3 separate regions of the Mus musculus genome follow, and all the other regions are linked to region 3. A link is a contact called in public promoter capture Hi-C data. All regions are on one chromosome and are shown on one strand. Each heading gives the region's core, a stretch centred on a gene start, on an enhancer-like site or on the middle of the called end of the contact. The rest is flanking DNA. Distances are from core to core; before and after follow the strand shown. Region 1 holds the start of Usp30 (ubiquitin specific peptidase 30). Region 2 holds the start of Ficd (FIC domain containing). Region 3 holds the start of Coro1c (coronin, actin binding protein 1C).

Region 1 (2,913 bases), core at 352-2,851, 190 kb after region 3:
AAGGAGAGAACAGAATTCCTGAGGCTGGTCTCTGACCTCCACATGCAAGTCATGACACATGCCTCCCCAATAATTTTTTAAATTGGCTAAAGATTGTAAGATGGTTCCGTTGCTGTGGAAAACAATCTAGAAGTGTCTAAAAAAAAAGAATTAGCATATAAATCTATAATCTCATTACTTGATATATATCTGGAAGGGCTGAAAACAAGACCAGAAAGAGAGGGTTATGTGCCCGAGTTTATTGCCAAGAAGTGGAAACAACCTGAATGTCCATTGAGACATGGACAGGAGAGAGAAACTAGTACTTACAATGGAATATTACTTTCCTGTAAAAAAAGACTTTATGCCAAGTGAGCTAAGACAGTCACCAAAGAACTCTGAGCGACTCCTGTCCTGAGACAGCCAACCTCAACCTCACAGGAATAGAAATAGAATGGAAATTACTAGAACAGAAGACAGGAAGGGGGAGTTACTCAACACACACAGTTCGGCTTTGAGAAGAGAAATGGTATAAAGATCTGCAGCACATACAGCAGCATGCCCACACAAGAGAGGAATCTAAAAATTCTAACACCTTTTTTATTGTATGTATGACAGAGGGAGATTTGCAGCTGATAAATATCTAGTTTGTTTCCATGTTTTGCTGTTTTAAAGAGTGAATTCACAAACATTTGTGTGGGACTGTTTAGGACTTTGTATAAACCTAATAGAAACAGATTTCTAAGACACTGCATTTTAATTTATTGCATTTGTGTGTCTGTGCACTTGTGTATGCATGTGTATATATGTGTGCACATGTGCATGCAAGTGTATGTGCATGTGTTTGCATGTATTTGTATGTATCTGTATGTTTATAGGTGTGTGTGTGTGCACGCGTGTATATGTGTGCTGTGTGCATGTGAATGCATGCATGTATGTGTATACGTGTATGGGTATATATACTGTGCATATGTGTGCGTATGTGTAGTGTGCATGTGTATATATATACGTGTGTGTGTGCGTGTGCATGTGTGCACATATGCATGTGTGTGTATTGTGAAGTGTGCATCTATGTATAAATGTGCATGCGTGTGTGCAGGTGTATGTGTGTGCATATACGAGTGTAAGTGCAGGCATATGCATGTGTATGTGTGCATGTGTTTGTGCGCGCGCGCGTGTGTGTGTGTTGCGCACCACAGCACACATAGGAAGGTCCTGATAACTTTGGTTCTCTTCTACTGTATGGTTCTGGGCACTGAACTCAGGGTGTGAGATTTGGGGGCAGCTGTTTTTACCTACAGAGCCATCTTGCTAACCCCACATTTTAAAAAATCAAAGCTAGAGCCATCTATTTTTAAATTTTCCAGTTTAATAACAGCCTTTCCACATGAACCAAGCTCCGTCCTGGAGGCGGAGCAAATGCGAAGGCTCATAGCTTCCGAAGTGGTCCCCGGGCCCCGGGAAACCTCCCTTAGCAACGAATCAGGCTGCGGTTGCTAGGAGCAAAGGAACCGGGGAGGGGTCGTCCGTTCACTATTTCAGTCCGGTGTGACTAACTTCCGGTCCGTCCTCCTGGCTTCTTCCCCCCTCCGCCGAAGCGGGGTCGCCACCGCGGGTTCCTCCACTTTGCGAGCCTCCTGTCTTGGGCTCCTCATTCCGCTGCGGCGGGCGGGCGAGCGGGGGGCGGCGGCGGCAGCGGTAGCGGCGGCGGCAGCGAGCGCGATGCTAAGTTCCCGGGCGCAGGCGGCGAGGACGGCGGCCGACAAGGCCCTGCAGCGCTTCCTGCGCACCGGGGCGGCCGTCAGGTGAGTGGGTGGGGGTGCGGGGTGGCGGTGGCGGCCGCAGGGCCTCCAGGCCTGCGCGGACCCGGCCGAGGCGGAGGCCGCGGCCCGGCGTCGCCTCCTCGTCCCTGCTGTGGCCGCGGCCTGCGACGCCCCGCAGCCCCTCGCGGTGACCCCAGACTCGGGCTCCGGGCACACAATCTGCACGCCGCTGCTCCCCCGCAGTTTGTCAGATGCCGGTCTCCCACCTCTGCCATGCTGGAGATTCTCACTTCTGCATCCCAAACCGCTCCGGTTCCCAAGCTTCCGAAGGCTCCCAGCCGCTGAGCTCCCCAGGCTGTGACAATTCCAGGCTCTTCGTTCCTGCTAGGACCCCCGTCTGCACCCCAGCCCGGTTGATCTTCCCAAGGCCTGGGGCCACACCCCCGTTGCTCACCCTGACTGCTGGGACCTGTTGCTTGGGTTGGCTACCTTGGATACCGGGGCAGGTCTAACAGCATCTTATCCGGCTCTGAAGCCCCCCACCCCGTGTTTATTCCGCCCAGCGGCCCTATTTTACCAGGTGGGAAGGAAGGCTTGATTGGGCCTTGCGGCCTAACAGCTGACCTGAGAGCAGGGCTGGTGGCCAGCTTAATCTCACCCTCAGGCTCACGTACCGTCTTCATGGTACGGTTCTGCAGAAGAACTAGTCAATCAACACCATGCCTCGGTTTCCCTCGTTGAGTGTGTGCCGAGCAGGTGTGCTGTAACTGGCCCCCTCCTTCTCCCGCTGACTGCTTTTTAAGCCAAGGTCTGTGCACATTCTATGGACTCACCCTGGAAGAACAAAAAGATTTGAAACTGGTAATTAGCTGTGACATCGGAGAATGCTGGCCGTTGTCTGACGATTGCTGTTGTCACTAGTGATCCTTTTCAGGGAGTGTTTATTCAGCTGAGACCAATATTCATGCAGGCAGAATTAGGGGGACAGATCTTAGTGGTAGAGCATTTGTCTGTCCTGCATAAGGCCCTAGCTAGGGTCAGTCCCTGGTACCAGGGGAGGTGATCAACTTCATATAGTCCAAGCATTAGGTAAGAACGTATTACACACATGTCCACATGCAACATATATGTGGGTACATGTTACACACACGTTGCACGTATGTGTGGGTTG
Region 2 (2,788 bases), core at 165-2,664, 170 kb before region 3:
ATCGTAATGTAATGTAAATAGCTAATATGAGAGCCCTGTGGGGTCATGGCCCACAGGTTGAGAATCACCGCACTAGCGTTATCTGGAGGGAAAGGAACTTCAATTGAGAACAATGTTTCCATAAGATCCAACTGTAGGGCATTTTCTTAATTAATGATTGATGGGGGAAGGCCCCGCCCATTGTGGGTGGAGCCATCCCTGGGCTGGTCAGGGGGTTCTATAAGAAAGCAGGCTGAAACCGGATTTGGTGGTATATGCCTCTAATCCCAGCACTCAGAAGGCAGAGGCAGAGGCGGGAGGTTGGGGCTAGCCTGGCCTATACAGTGAGTCCCAGACCAATTTAAGCTACCTGCAGGTGACAGATCAGTAAAGTAGATTGACACCACCAAGTCAGTCTGCTAGTGGCAGAGCTGGGATGCGAACCCAGGGCTGTGTGGCTCCATGAAAAGAGTCCCAAATCCAGAACCTGAGGGCTAAGGCAGGTAGGAGCCAAACTTGGTGACCTGCGTTCAATCCACAAACCCATATGGTAGAAGGAGAAAGCCCAGGTTTGCAAACTGATCTCTGTGCACGTGCGCGCACACGAACTTTTTTTTTTTTTTTTAATTAAGAGATGTGAGCTGTTGTCCCATTCTGCCGTTGAGAAAACTGATCCAAGATCACAAGAGACTGAGGGCAAAAATCTGAATCTGTGGGCCGTCTGACTCCAGAGTGTGCCCAGTAACCTCTCAAAGCAGGCCCTGGGAGCTTCCGGTTCAATATTTGTGGGTTGAGATGGGAGCCCTGCCCTCTGCACCAAAGAAAACTTAATTTGGTAAACAAAAAGCCATAGCCAGCCGCTCCAGAGAATGCAAACTAAAAAAGGTCAGGAGGGCATGTTGGCTCAAAATGACCCGGGTTGAATACTAAGCCAGCTCGGGCTACACAGTAAGTCCCGACCAACCTGGGCTACACCGTGAATTAATTCCTAGCCAGGCCTGGTCTACACGGTGCGAAGCCATCTCAAAAACAAAAGTAGATTAGAGAGGACAAGAAAGGGGGTAAAGAAAAGGGACAAACGGTGAAACCGGGACTAAGAAGTGGGAAACGTTTGGTGATGTGGCTACTGCCATTGCACACCAGAGAAACTGAAGCACACAGAGCCTAGGTGGAGGCCCAGGAAGGTAGCAGATGCTGGGACGGGAAAACAGGACGCAAATGCTCGCCCTAGCCGGTGGCCTCGACCCCGCCCCATGCACACAAGCGACAGCCAATGGAAGCGGCACACGGCGCGCCTTTCCCGGGGGGATGCTCTAGCTAGCTCTAGAACCCGGAAGCGCGGCGGATGGACAAGTCGAGACAGCCAATCCGCCGCGGCAAGGGCGGCCGTCCGTCCAATGGCGAGGCGACGGGAGCGGGGCGAGGTGGTGGGGGCGGGGCCTGCGACCGCGGCTGCGGGGAACGGCCGCGCGGGTTTGGATGCTGGAGGCGGGCACGAGCCCTGGGCCGGTTCGTAGCGGGAGCTCGCGGCAGCCTCATTCCACCCCCCACCCCACCCCCCGCTTCGGGAGTAAGCCGAAGTCTGCTGGGCTCGAGCCGCTGCACAGGCCGCGCGAAGTGATGACGTGGCGGGTCAGGCCCCGGAGCTCCGGCGCCGCCTGTCAGAACGGCGTCATCCCTCATCTGTAAACCGGGAGCTACAGGTAGCTTGCTCGCTCTTCGCAAGGGGGCTGACAGCGTGCAAGGCTGGCCGGCAGCGCAGTGTCCGGCACACCATAGTTGCCCAATAAATGCTTATTGTTGGCAAGATGGCATTTGCATACCTGATCCCTCGCTCCCCCCCCCCATCCCCCGCCAGCCCCCAAGCTTGTGTTCGCCCTCGCTGAGGTAGGGCATCATCACCCACTGTTGTTGGCCAGGCCTTGGGTTTCCCTGTCTATGATGGACAAGCCAGGGAAGGAAGGGCAGAAGGGACACAACATTGGTCACCGAGGCTGTCGGTATTCATATGGTAACATCAGGACACCAGACATTTGTCCTTATCGAAGATTGTGGTGTGTGTCCAGGGGCGTATGCAGGAGTTACAGCCCAAACACTAGGTGTCCTGTGGCAATAGTCGCTTGTGGTGGACTAGTGGACTAAGAGGGGGGCTGAAAAGTCCCCGACTTCACTTTTCTGAGTTCTGATTGCATCTCCTCTGGGGAGGGCGGTGTGGAAACATCACCTCCTGGGGTTGTAGGCTGAGATTATGAAAGTTAATATATATAAATGCATTAGAGTCCTATCACTCTACCCCGGAGGAGCTATGGGTTAGGATGAATCTTCCCAGGCTGGCCCTGCACCATGAGACCCCTCCCCCATTTCCGTGGTCCCTAATGAATTAGAAAGTGTGACGATTCTGTGTCTGGTCTCTCCATCTGGGAACGGGTCCACTCCCACTGCCTCATTCTTTTACAATGCTTGGTTCCTTGCAGGGTCCAGCTTTTCCTCTGTGTCGAGTGCTCTGGGCCCAGCCCTCAGTCCAGATGATACTCATGCCAATGGCGTCGGTGGTGGCAGTGGCCGAACCCAAATGGGTCTCCGTCTGGGGCCGTTTCCTGTGGATGGCGCTGCTGAGCATGGCTCTGGGGTCGCTGCTGGCTCTGCTGCTGCCGCTGGGAGTTGTGGAAGAGCATTGCCTGGCTGTGCTCAGAGGTTTCCACCTGCTCAGGAGCAAACTGGACAGGGCACAGCCTGTGGTCCCCAAGTGCACCAGCCTATGCACAGAGCTCAGTGTCTCCTCCAGGGATGCAGGGCTGCTGACAGTCAA
Region 3 (2,700 bases), core at 171-2,670:
CCAGCCAGTACAATATGTAACCGCCGCCTAGATTCGATGTTTAATGTCAGGCTGGCTATCCAAACATCACTGCGTGTGACACACACTCCCCAAGTCTCCCTAGGTCAGTGTTCTCTAACATGTCCAGAACCAAGCACTGTGTTCAGCTGCTCTGAAGCTGCGGACAGACAGGAATATGAACTACCATTTGCCTTCACACCCGAGAAGGAGGCAGGAAGCAACTACTTGTACTTCATCATGTTCTTCCCTCTACTAGCAGGCCCTGGTGTCAGGGTGCTGCCAGACAAGGACAATAAGACGCTTTATTATATAGGGTGACTAAGAGCCTCGCAAGTACTGTTTTAGAATATAATCCCGGTAGGGAAGGCCACGGGATGGGAGTACAATTATTTCGTGCCAACCATTTCCAAAACTAAACATATTGTGGCCCTGCGAATAAGCACGCTCTGCGGTCAATTCTCTTTCAAATGCTTACAGGAAGCAATTCCGGGAGAGACGAACAACTTGCAATTTGCTTCTCACTCTGAATCCCACGACCGAAATGTGTAGAGCAAGCCGTTCTGACACCACAAAACAAGGGCAGCCTACATGAAGGCCAAATATAGGATGTGATTCTAAACCACGACGGAGAGAAAGCCTGCATTTCCTTTTCCAGCCTGCAAAAAAAAACCCTTTGAACACTCCCAAAAAAGGACGTCGGGGCCGGCACCTCCCTCCGGGAGGAAGCCCCTTTCTTCTCCGAAAGCCCTGCAGCCGGCTACTTCCCCCCAGCTCATTCACATCACTGGAGATAGATAGGGCTGCTGTGCGTACGCCCGCCGGGGGACCGGCGGCAGAGCTGGGCTGGGCGTCCCCACCCTCCACCTCTGATGTCATCCTAGCCATCTCGGCGCGGCTGAGCCCCACCTGCCCCGCGGGTCACTAGGTTCCGCACCCGGGACAGGGTTCCTCCTCCAGGCCACGCCACTGCAGCCCGCCCCCGCCCCAGGTCTTCAGGGTCCAGGAGGCCATGCACTGCGAGCCAGGCGGAGCCCCGCCCGGGCGCGCCCCGCACACCGGGGGTCCCCCGCGGACCCAGCCCCACGTGAGCGCTCGGCCGCAGGCTCTTCGCAGCGCTCAGACACCGCCTCACGGCTGCCGGGCCCACGGCTGCCCGCAGACGGCCATTCCCCAGCCGCAGCGCCCGGGGCATGCGCGTGCGCCCCGCACCACTCGGCGCCGCCGGCTCCTGTCAGCCGAGAGCTTCACACGCGGGGTCCCGGAGGCCGGCCCGCCCGCCCCGGGCTCGCTCCGGAGCTGCCCCGTCCTGAGCGCGCGCTGCTTACCAGAGCCCGGGTGCCTGAGGCGCCGCCGAAGTCCCTGCTGCAAAGCCCCGCGAAGCCTCCAACCGCTGCCGCCTCCCGCCTGGCACTGAGCGCCGCGCGGGGGAGGGGCGCGGCCGCCGCTGCCCAGGCCTTCGCGCGCGCGGGCCCCGCCCCCGCGCCGGGGCCGCGCCCAACCAGCGCCGCCGAACCACGCTTCACCACGCCCACTTCCGGAAGGTCCCGGTTAGATGCCCGGCTCTCCTTAGAGCGCCCCCTGTGGTGGCGCGGGGAGGTGCAAGGAGACTCGGAGCCCACGCCCGCTTTCCGGGGCACTTGAATGGCCGGGTGGCCACGCCCACGGGCTCCTTCCAGCCCCACCCAGGTCTTTAGAACCAGAGCGGGCGTTCTTAAGCTCCACCCACGGCCCTGCAGAGCCTCTCTATGAGGATGGTCGTTTGAGCGCATCTAACTGCCCACCGAGTCCGTGAGCAGGGCTTGGTTTCCCCCCGCCCCCAAAACCTAGCTTCCCCCAGTTGAGCGCCGCAAATCCCCGCTCGGATTTCCTGAAGACCCGGGGAACCTATGATCATCCTATTTGCTGTACCTCAAGCCCCGCCCACAGCCCTGAGCGTACTTAAACCGTAAGCCCCGCCCCAAGTTCTTAGCCCCACCTCCATCAGGGCTGGTTCAACCCTCTCACCCACGCTCTCTCCCACTACTCTCCAGGGCAGGGTGGCAACCCTTGGGCTGGACCACACCTATGAGAGAGAGCTAAGGAGAAGCAATGAAGACTCCCTGGCTAAAGTCCCTCCATATGAGCACGTGGATATGTGTCCTAGCCCTGTTACTCTCAAATGAAGTGACCCAGGGACCATTTCACTCACCTCTTTGGATTTCAGTTTCCTAATCTTGAGTGTAAGGTTATCCCACTATTAGCCAAAGCCCCTTCAGAAATATCAAGCTTTGAAATACCAAGATCTAAGGAAACTGCGTCCAGAGATCTGGGCCAGCTGAGGGGTTGGGCCATTTATTTCCCAAAGCAAGGCATCTTTACAATTCGCAGAGGGATGAATTTTCACTTTGTTTTAGCCTCAGAGATGTCCAGGAATCTGTGGTCGGCATTCAGTGGTAGAACCCCTGAATTCTTGTTGCAGGAATTAAGATAAACTGCCACCTCAAAACAGAAGGCACACGCCTTTAGTCCCAACACTGAGGAGGCTGAGGCAGGTGGATCTCCGTCAGTAGTTCCAGGCCAGCCTGGTCTACATACTGAGTTCCAGGACATCCAGGGATATGTAAAGAAACTCTGTCTCTAAATAAGTAAATAAAATAAAATTAGGCAAAGTGTGTGTGTGTGTGTGTGTGTGTGTGTGTGTGTGTGTAAATTATGTGTTGT

What was found. Promoter capture Hi-C pulls out the DNA fragments that hold promoters and counts their contacts.
Region 1: a promoter capture Hi-C map of pre-B cells shows a contact between it and region 3, with 5 times the contacts expected there. The contact joins the promoter of Usp30 here to the promoter of Coro1c in region 3. A contact is called at or near these places in 2 of 39 promoter capture datasets (the 3T3-L1 cell line and pre-B cells), 1 of 484 Hi-C or Micro-C datasets (CD4 T cells), 3 of 115 datasets of contacts at active chromatin or transcription factors (bone marrow-derived macrophages, memory CD8 T cells and pancreatic cancer cells) and 3 of 9 other capture datasets (adipose tissue, liver and pancreatic islet).
Region 2: a promoter capture Hi-C map of pre-B cells shows a contact between it and region 3, with 3 times the contacts expected there. The contact joins the promoter of Ficd here to the promoter of Coro1c in region 3. A contact is called at or near these places in 1 of 39 promoter capture datasets (pre-B cells), 2 of 484 Hi-C or Micro-C datasets (embryonic stem cells and pre-B cells) and 3 of 9 other capture datasets (adipose tissue, liver and pancreatic islet).

The regions. Positions count from the first base shown.
Region 1 is chr5:114,098,732-114,101,644 of GRCm38.p6, forward strand. Usp30 (ubiquitin specific peptidase 30) reads left to right here and starts at 1,602. Exons shown (of 13, transcript NM_001033202.3): 1 at 1,602-1,784. The coding sequence starts at 1,702.
Region 2 is chr5:113,734,368-113,737,155 of GRCm38.p6, forward strand. It overlaps Ficd (FIC domain containing), which reads left to right and starts at 1,415. Exons shown (of 3, transcript NM_001010825.3): 1 at 1,415-1,682; 2 at 2,454-2,788. The coding sequence starts at 2,505.
Region 3 is chr5:113,907,286-113,909,985 of GRCm38.p6, forward strand. Coro1c (coronin, actin binding protein 1C) reads right to left here and starts at 1,421. Exons shown (of 11, transcript NM_011779.3): 1 at 1,326-1,421.